Regions from separate parts of the Mus musculus genome. Here region 1 is linked to region 2. The links are chromatin contacts, called in public promoter capture Hi-C maps. All regions are on one chromosome and are shown on one strand. The core of a region is the stretch at or near the end of the contact, and the rest is flanking DNA. Distances in the headings are between cores, read along the strand shown. Region 1 holds the start of Pgpep1l (pyroglutamyl-peptidase I-like). Region 2 overlaps Ttc23 (tetratricopeptide repeat domain 23).

Region 1 (4,885 bases), core at 2,253-4,752, 590 kb before region 2:
GAAAATTTATCTCAGTGCTTTATACCGTAAGTTTCCCATTAGAGAAATATTGAATTCTAGCAGATTTCACATAGTACAACCCATAGCCCCCCTTCATCCAACCATTTACTTTTGTACAGCCCAAGACCCCAAAATAGTCTCTATACTATTTGTCAATAGTTTAAAAAAAAATAGCAAAAGAAGACTATTTCACGACATGTCAATATTATAGGAAATTTTAAATTCAGCATCCATAATCATGGCAGCGGGGCCAGAGCTGATTTCCATAGCATCTACTCCACATGGCCCACTGCACCAGAGGCCATGTGCTACACAAAGCTAGAAGTACTTCCTGCCCAGCCCTTTATAGAAACTTTATAGCTGCCCACCCTTGGGGTACAAGGGAGTAGGAGAGATGACTCTCAAATATGAGGTGACCTTTTTTTGGAGAATCAGTTAGTGCTTTGACAAGAAGCAATTTAGCTATGGGTCGTGTGATTGACAGTAGCCATAAGCGGAGAGTTGGAGAGCAGACATGGCTGACGTAGGGAGGGCTGGGGGGAGGGCTGCGTTAACATTCTTCTTCAAACAATCGCTGCTTCTTGATGATTGATTTCGTTTTCCTCCCCCTGCAGGAATTTGATCAGTTTGATGAAATTTCATTGATGTCAACTCTCCAGCTGTCTGTGCCTTACCAAAAGCTGTTTGCCTCCAAGACAATAAACAGCCCGTGTGATCCTTTCTCTTGCTTAAGCAGGAAGTCACCACTCAACAGGAAGGAATTTAAAACCAATCCCACAAAATTTCGTGTTTGGTATAAAATGTGAAATATTTGAAGTCTGGGGATATTGTCATCTCAGAGGTCCCCAGTGGGAACACATGGCTGCTTTCCGGTTCAGTGAGAGGGTCACACCTTGCCCTCGAGTCGAATATAATTGCAAACATTCCCCTCTGGGGAATATCTTGTAAGGAAGATTGCCTGACTTTCTGTTAAATCAAACCTCTCCCCTCGATGCCTTACAAATTCTCAGGCTTACTGTATTTCATCAGCCTAAAGGCAGGGTTTGACATCAGCAATTGTTCGAGAACATTTGCTTTTACAGTGGAAGAAAGAAATGAAAAGAGCAGATCCCAGACCAGAAAATCCATGCCTCTCTGAGCCGTTTTCTTAGGGAAAGAGGGTGGGCTTTCTGTTGTTTGTTTGTTTGCAGGTCAGGACGAATGCAGTAGTTGATGCATCGTTGTGACTAACAAAAAACATTTTATATCGGTTAGAGACTTTTTAAAAACTTCATTACAAAGTTAGAGAAAAGATTAGGGCAGAAGAAAAATGAATGGGAAAGTCGAAAATCCTCGATGCATGCCAGGAAATAAAAACGACCTGAGTCAAATCCAAATACAAGCAAACGGAACAACCAAATAAAAAATAACACCCTCCCGGCAGGGCAGCACATACCCATGATCCCAGATTGTCTGTGAGAGGTGGAACAGAAGTATCGCAAAAGCCCAAGTGTTCGGGGCTAGCTTGTGCCACACACAACCTGTTCTAAATGATAATAATAATGATAATAATAATAACAGCTGCAAGAGATTATAGCTCCATTGTCAAGAGAGTATAGAGTGGTATTGTTCACAACTGACACAACTGGTAACTGCCCTTAAGGGACTGCTTTCTCTCAGCATAGTAGTAAACATTCGTAAACAGGGTCGCATGATATTGTGGCATTTGTTCATCTTTTTTGAGACAGGGTTTCTCTGTGTAGCCCTGACTACCCTGGAACTTTCTCTGTAGACAAGGGCTGGCCTCGAACTCTCAAAGATCTGCCTGCCTCTGCCTCCTGAGCACTGGTAAGCCTCAGCACCACCAGCCACCACCTTTGCAAACAGGGACATTGCGTCTGTCATCTGCTTTAACTGTGGCAGGGAAGGAGCAAATCCCTCCTAACAGAAATGTGAAAAGGCCACCAAGCAGGGAGGGACAGCTCAGGATAGGGTGTTGGACAAATGTCTACAAATGCCCACAGGAATGTGAGAAACTAGGACCAAGACACCCCCTCTTTCCCACCCCACCTGCAACCAGGTCCAGTACAAAGCCCCTGAGTTCCTCTAGAATCTAGTCGGGTCTCAGCCTGGGGGGCGGGGTGGATGCGTGGGTGGCAGGGAGGGATAGAGCTGGCTTTCTCAAAACAAAAGAAGCCAGGACCCCACCTCCAGGGCCAATTAAAGGGAATGTCTCACGCGGCCAATTAAGTAGTTAACAACTACTGGGGCTCATCAGATCACCCGTGGCTGCTTCCCTGCCTCACCCGGATGGGGAGAGAGAAGTATGTTTTATTTCTCTCTCTCTCTCTCTCTCTCTAAAGATTTATTTATTTATTATTACGTATAAGTACACTATAGCTGTCTTCAGACACTCCAGAAGAGGGCTTCAGATCTCATTACAGATGGTTTTGAGCCACCATGTGGTTGCTGGGATTTGAACTCAGGATCTTTGGAAGAGCAGTCAGTGCTCTTAACCGCTGAGCCATCTCTCCAGCCCCGAGTTTTATTTCTCTCTCTCTCTCTCTCTCTCTCTCTCTCTCTCTCTCTCTCTCTCTCTCTCTCTCTCTCTCTCTCTCATAAGAGAGAGAGAGTTGTTGTTGTTTTATATATATATATATATATATATATATATATCAACAACAAACAAAAAAACAAAAACAAAACTTAAGTATTTTTGAAAAGCCAGCAGGCTGCATCAATAGGTGAACTGTCCCAAAAGTAAGGTTTCCCGTCATTGTTTCTCTGACAGATTTTAAGAGCTCAACTAACTCAGAGAAATGCCAAGACCGTGGGTGACATCGGATGGCATTTTTTTGCCAGGGAACGCAGTAGGAAGCACTTCGCAGACAGGATGAGCCAGTCTGAAGCCAGCAGACATCAGCCAGCTGGTGAGACCCTGTCGCTCCAGGCAGATGCAGCTGGGGACATGCGTGGGAGGCAGTATGCTCCGTCTAAGCGGGCGGGGGTGAGCCCCACTCCGCAGAACAAGAAAACAGAAATTTGACGGTGGACCCACTGGGTCTAGGCAGCAGGTGCTTGCAAGCACCGCCTACAGTCAGCTTCCAGTGAGTGTTTGCTGCGAGTTTGGTTGCTTGTTTAAACGCTTTGCAGAATTCAAGAACAATCATAAGCCAAGTCACACTTTCCAAACACAGGGCAATACTCCAGGCAGCAGGGGGTTCTACCGAGAAAAAAAAAAAAAAAGGAAAAAGGAAAAAAAAATCAAGGTAATCAAGAAGATAGGTGCAAAAAACAGAGAGGGTGACCCGCGCGGTCCTAGCTTGAGCGATTTCAGTGGTGGGTCCTAGTAACCCCACAGTCTTGGGACAGTTGGTTGCTATAGGGTCGAGCACCATGATGTCATGTATCCTACGGAACCAACTAAGCTGAGTCCATATTAGTTCTGGCGGCGCTATGACCCTCGAGTGTCCAAAGGCCGCCAGTTCTGCTCCCGAGGGGCGTGGCCTTTCCACACTCCCCACGTGGTCTTTTCCATCCTGGATCTCGGCTGGACCAGCCTAGCGCAGCCGGGTCTCATGGATTCGCAGTCCCGCTGCGTGGTGGTGACCGGTAAGCCCAAGTTTCCCTGCGTTCCGGGTTTTGGTTTTGGCTGCTTTCTGCTGGGGCCTGGAATGCGCACTTGCTCGACTCTGCTTGTAAACAGCTCTCCCAGGGGAACACGGGTGGCAACTGGTGTTGGTAGGAATTCCAGATGGAAGCTGACTTCCTGCTCAGCCCTATTAAAAAAAAACACAGGCTTTCCTGCCTCTGAGCCCCTTCGCCACAAATAACTTGAGTGCCATGCACGGAGGTGCCCACTTGTGGCTTAGGTTCTCTCAGACCTTGTTTGTCCTTCAGCCCCTTGGGGAGGAGCCCAGGCTACCACCTGCTGTCCCTAAGCCTAGGACCCAGTGGAGACCATCGAATTGCAGATTTAGACAGAATTAACCATCACAGGGCCTCATACCATCCTTTTTAAAGGACCAGGCCTTGATGGAGACTGCAGTCGCCAACCCCCATGGTGCTTTTGCTACTATGGAAACACTGAAATAACCAACACACACACTGGTTGTGGATGCCACTGAACACACACACACACACACACACACACACACACACACACTGGTTGATGCCTCTGAACCCCAAAAGGTCAGCCTGGAAGGAATGGTGGCTGCTCTGTCCTCCATCTCAGCCGCACATCTGAAGTCACCCCAGCCACAGGCACCTGTCATTGTCACAGCTGGTCCCTATGGGCTTACTCTTTCCTCACGATGCTCTTATTTTTAGTCAGACACCAAAGCGCTTTATTTATTTTTAGTTAGACACATTTGGCACATTTCAAGTTTTCCAACTTGTATTCGATAAAGGGAAACAAAGGATTCCTGTCACCTGTCCTAATTGAAAGCTTCTTTGATAAATACTTTCGGACAGTGATTCATACTATCAGCCTTCCAAAAGGAGGAAGGAAAAAAAAAAAAAAGAAAAGAAAAGAGCATTCTTTTGAGACACTCTTATTCCCTTGCACTTCTGATTTGTTTTTTTTTTTTTTTTTTTTATTTCGGGTCCAGAGATGGAATGGCTCAAATTACATTTGACGTCCTCAGGAAACCATACTCTTGGTAAAAGCAGTGCCTGTCTCAAATGAAATATGGGCATGGAAATGTGCTGCCCCCTCTTGGACTCACGTCTTTCCCTACATTTCTCTCATCAGCCAGCAGTTGCTGGGAGTCAGGCGCCATTGGGAAATGCCCACTGGATCCCAGAGTGTGGCCTGCCTTTATTAGTAATGTTTTGAGTTTGCCGGAGGACAGACTCTTCATTTTATTGGAGCCCCTAGTTGTGTAAATCTTGTCTTGACAACTGG
Region 2 (4,676 bases), core at 47-2,546:
CACTCATAAGAAGCTTGAACCTGGCGTTCATTTAACCCTCAGAGCTGTGCTAAGGTCCTATCCTTCATATGCTGGCTAGAGAGGAGAGTGAACTACAGGAAGCAGGGATTTTGCCCCCACTCTCCCTGTGGGGTGGTCTGAATGAACCCCTACTTGAACCCAGGGAGCTGACTCACAGCCCACAGTGTTCATCACACCATGTCACGATGCTTGGAAACACTTGGCAGGCCGTCCTCTTGATGCTCCAGGGGAAAAAAAAAAGAGCGTTTGCTCATTCCTGGGCTAGTTCAGCACAGCTGGGCGAGGCCAGGTGCTTGTGGGGCAAGCTGGGGAAGACTCCAAACATGATGTCACATGGTCACAGAGAAAGCTGGGGACAGATCACATACTGTGGAGCAGCAACAGACCATCAGTACATCACCATCGGCCATGGCACCTTGTTATCGTGCATGCATGTGTGTGTGTGCACATGCATGAACATGCACCTATGTAACTAGTCATCTCTGGATCTACGTGCAAGTTCCCAGGATAGAACACAAGAATGAGGAAGGGGGGAAGTTTTCCTGGCTTTGCTGGTGACAATTTAACAGAGACAACTCAGGAACACTTTGACACTCAGGTAGGTTAGTAAGTCGTTAGTGAATTCCGTGGTGCTATGACAGAGGAGGGGATGGGACAAGGGGACGGAGGCGTGGGGCGTGGGGGAGAATGTCCAGGCCTCCTGCAGCAGTGGAAGCCTGAGCCCGAGTCATTTCGCAGCCCTCGCTATGTGTGTCAGGCCAGCCTGGTGGGCACCATAAAAGGAGAAGCAGGAGGAGAGGACACACTAAAAGATGTCCTTTTAAGAGGGGCAGAAATTCAAAGGCTGCCTGAGACCTTTGCCTGGCCTTCCATCCCCAAGACTCACGAAGGAAAGAAAACGCCACGCCGTTCAAAACCAAAGCCTTATTTCTTTGTAAAGTGAGCCAGTTTGGATAAAATATTCCTGTTTCCACAAAAACACAAAGCAAAGAGATGTAATGAAAAGCATGCATCTTAAAACTGTGAGTTCTATATAAAATGTCAGGGGGAAGAATCAGAATGGAAGTACGTGGCAACATTGGAAATAACTCTATTATGCCCCAAAGTATTTCCACAGAGGTTAACTGGAACTTCAAATTCTTGCCGCTTATCTGACACAGATGTGGACAGTGTTCGCCCCCTGCTGTCGAAGCTTGGTATTGCGATGTGGCAAGCACTGTGAAGGCGGCGCCAGATTCTGGCACAGGATACGTGAGTGTTTTGTAGCAACAGAGCTCAACACTAAGAACTGACACATTGGTCAGGTGTCAACAGATGCAAGCAGATCTGTATGCCTCCTGCGCAGTGAGATAGAAAAGCAGCTTATTCTGAGCAGGAAAAGGTTCCGAGTGGGTTAGCCCTCCCCAACACCAAAGAATGGCTGTTCCCCTTCCATTTGTCTGGCTTCTTCAACTGAATTCTGTGTTTGTGAGAGTCAGACATGAGGTTATGTAACACACAGCTTGACAATCATCCTTTTATTTGAACAGATCACAGATTTTTAGCCTCCCTCTGAAGATATCTGGGCTGTTCTTAGCTCTTGGCTATTGAATAAGGAAGCTGGGAGCACACTCGGATGTGTGTTCTGATGAACAAACAGGCAGAGATTCCCGCCAAGCATATATTACAATGATACTGTTGGGTCAAAGGGTATGAAGATGTTCATACTTAGGAGATGATGCTAAATGGTTTTCTAAAGAATCCCATCAAATACACCCAATCAGCTACGAAGAAGGCATCTCTGTGTGCCACATCCTTGCCAACGTTTGGCACCATTGGTCTTTTGAAAGGTTTAGGCCCTTTAGTGGGACTGTGTCATACCTTACTATTTTAGCTCCCACTTCCCTGATGACTGATGAAACTGCACCTCTCAGAGTGTTCAGGCATCTGGTGTCTTTCTGCTCTTGACTGTGGATGTGACATTTTGAGTTTTTGCTTTGACTTCCACACTAACGGTCTGTGTGATGGATTGTAAGCCCTTGCTATTGGTCAGGGTAAATGTCATCACAGCAACACAAACAAAATTTGGACAGAGACAAAAAAAAAAAATGTACCGTAATTACAAGAATGGAAGAGTATGGGGGAATGTTGTTTCGGGCTCTCCCCCAGTACCTCTAGCAAAACAACCTCAAAATATACATTAAGATGGAAAAACTACTCATAGACAGAACACTGATTGTACTTGGGGGTCTAAATACATTCATCTAAACACTAATATAGCAACTTGACAAAAATTTAGAGATGTGTCTGACATGGTGGTCCATGTTTTTAACCCCACCACTCAGGAGGCAGAGGCAGGTGGATCTCTGAGTCTGAGGCCAGCCTGGTCAACAGAGTGAGTTCCAGGATAGCCAATGCTACACAGAGAAACCCTGTCTCAAAAAACAAAGAACAAAAAAGAAATAAAAGAAAAACTTAAGATGTACATGTAAATATCAGAAATTAATAATTTCAACATAATACAGACTCATTAGGTCATTAAACACACAAAATAAAGAACACAGTTTCTTCTGTGTCCCTGGGGAATATTCATAAAGGCTGAGAGTGGGACGGCTCACTAAAGAAGACACATCTATTTCACAGGCACTTGGGCAGATGTGCTTCCACCCACGATGCCACAGCTGGAACAGCTTGGAAAAAAAAAAAAATCACACACATCCGTAGATGAAACCCCCTCATTTCTATTGGCTCTGGACCAAAGTGGCGTTTCTGAGCTAAGCTATGAAACACTCAATGCAGTCAGTGACAAGGTGGTGAACACTTGAGGCAGAGGTGGAAGGTGCTGCACTGTTCAACAGCAGGTGCTGCTCCTGCAGAGGACCCCACACCAGGTGGATCACAATCACCTTAACTCCAGAGCCAGGGACTGACACCCCCTTCTGGCCTCTCTAGGTACTGCACTCATGTGCACAAACTCACACATATACACACTCTTTCTTTAATCTTAAAACATAGGAGGTAGAGGGAAGCTATGGAGACTCATTGATATTTGGGTGCTAGACAAAATCCCAAGGTATAAATCAAAAGGGAAAGAAATGAATGACTATGACTCTGGTAAAATGAAGAATTCCTAGGTTATGAAGAATACCATAGACAAAATTAAGGGCAATAGATAAAAGAAAATATAAGTGACATAATTCACATGCAGAACACATAAGAAAATCTCAATTATTAGTAGGAAAAGCACAGAGAAGTCCAAAAGAAGAATAAGATAGAACTTAACACCCTATTTGTAGAAGGAGAATCCCAAATGGCTCACAAGTATGCAGCAGTATTCAATTAATTTGATAAGGAAAGTAAATGGAATTTAAAAATAATTGGGTACTTAATTCAGGGCAGCTAATTAGAAAAGAGTTACAGTGCCAAACACTGTTGGCTGTAACAAGATAGGACCCCATCCATCCTGCGAGAGGCAGAGCTGTGTGCAGCAATGGGGAACGTGCAGTGTGCTGCTCTCCTGTAACCTAGGTGTCCCATCCCAGGGGTGGAACCTCAGAAAAACTCTCCTCTGTGTCAGCAAAGCTTCCTGGGATGGATGGCGATGATGCGGTGGAAGGGGAGGAGAGGGGAAGAGAAGGGTGAGAGGCAGTGGGGATGGACAGAGCAGGCAGGAATGACGTAAGTCAGGGGGATGATGTAAGGGTCTCTGAGGCTATGGCGGTGAGGGGTGGATGGCAGGGATATGAGTGTACTCCACATCAAGCGACAAGAGTCACTGCGTCTGTCTTGGCTGGGGCTGCTCTGATATGACAGTGGTGCTCTTCCTTATTGGACAGTGGCCTTGGGAGAAGCCAATAGACACAGCCTAGGAGCCTCCAGTCACCATGCATACAAGTTTTAAACCAGAGACTTACTGTGCAAACGACAGCTTGATTCGAGACTGGATTTCTATCCACTCTTCCTTTACAATGTTCCCACATTGCAGCATCTCCTTGGAAAGTCTCTCTGCTTTTATCAAGTTCTCTGAGGCGTCTTTAAATCTGAAATAGGTTCAGGAAAAGTCTTGCCTATTCTAGGTTGTGGGACACCATATCCTGGATTTTTTTTTTTCTTCTTCTTCTTCCTCATACAATACTTCCTTATGATTCCTGAATCACCTAGCAACGTTTTGCTTGGCTTTGAGAATTAACTCTAAGACTCACAGGGTCAGTGCATTCTGCTTGTGACTAGAGGGAAAGGATACTTTTGAAGGGAGAGCAGCGCTCTCCCCAGGGTATAGAAAAGCTCCAGGGAACACTTGAAGATATCTGTTTTGTTGTGACAGGGACTCTCGATGGAGTTGGCCAGGATCTCCTTGGCTTTCTCTGCATGCTGCTTTGCTTGTAGTGACAACCCTATGGACAGAGGAACAGAAGGGTCAGTTTCTCTTTCATCGCCGCTGGCAGGAAGGCGAGCCTCCGTGCCTGGGAAGCCTGGCATGTAACATATGCTGTCCCATAACACACACAGACACAGATCTGGGACGTATGGAATGGCACCCTGACTAGAACAACCAGACAATTGTTTTATATCAAGTATTCAAGACAAAAACCATCTCCCCAGACGGCCTGTCTAGAAATAAAATAAGCAGAACGAGCTGAACAGCTTTGAAATAACCCCAGTATCAGATGTAAAAT

The links. Promoter capture Hi-C pulls out the DNA fragments that hold promoters and counts their contacts.
Region 1: a promoter capture Hi-C map of hippocampal neurons shows a contact between it and region 2, with 4 times the contacts expected there. The contact joins the promoter of Pgpep1l here to the enhancer-like site in region 2. A contact is called at or near these places in 11 of 39 promoter capture datasets (the 3T3-L1 cell line, 3T3-L1-derived adipocytes, the HPC-7 cell line and 6 more), 2 of 484 Hi-C or Micro-C datasets (both in liver) and 3 of 9 other capture datasets (adipose tissue, liver and pancreatic islet).

The regions. Positions count from the first base shown.
Region 1 is chr7:68,262,850-68,267,734 of GRCm38.p6, reverse strand. Pgpep1l (pyroglutamyl-peptidase I-like) reads left to right here and starts at 3,502. Exons shown (of 4, transcript NM_030101.1): 1 at 3,502-3,591. It overlaps Gm16157 (predicted gene 16157), which reads left to right. Exons shown (of 4, transcript NR_040340.1): 4 at 615-1,396.
Region 2 is chr7:67,669,416-67,674,091 of GRCm38.p6, reverse strand. It overlaps Ttc23 (tetratricopeptide repeat domain 23), which reads right to left. Exons shown (of 11, transcript NM_001168475.1): 4 at 4,244-4,394; 5 at 3,915-4,040. Among named protein-coding and RNA genes, the nearest start is that of Ttc23, 24 kb to the right of the region's middle. Within about 2 kb of position 1,296, at least 55 of the 459 cell types and tissues checked have an H3K27ac peak or open chromatin away from gene starts, as enhancers often do. A contact at or near this core is called in adipose tissue and hippocampal neurons, where this site is marked.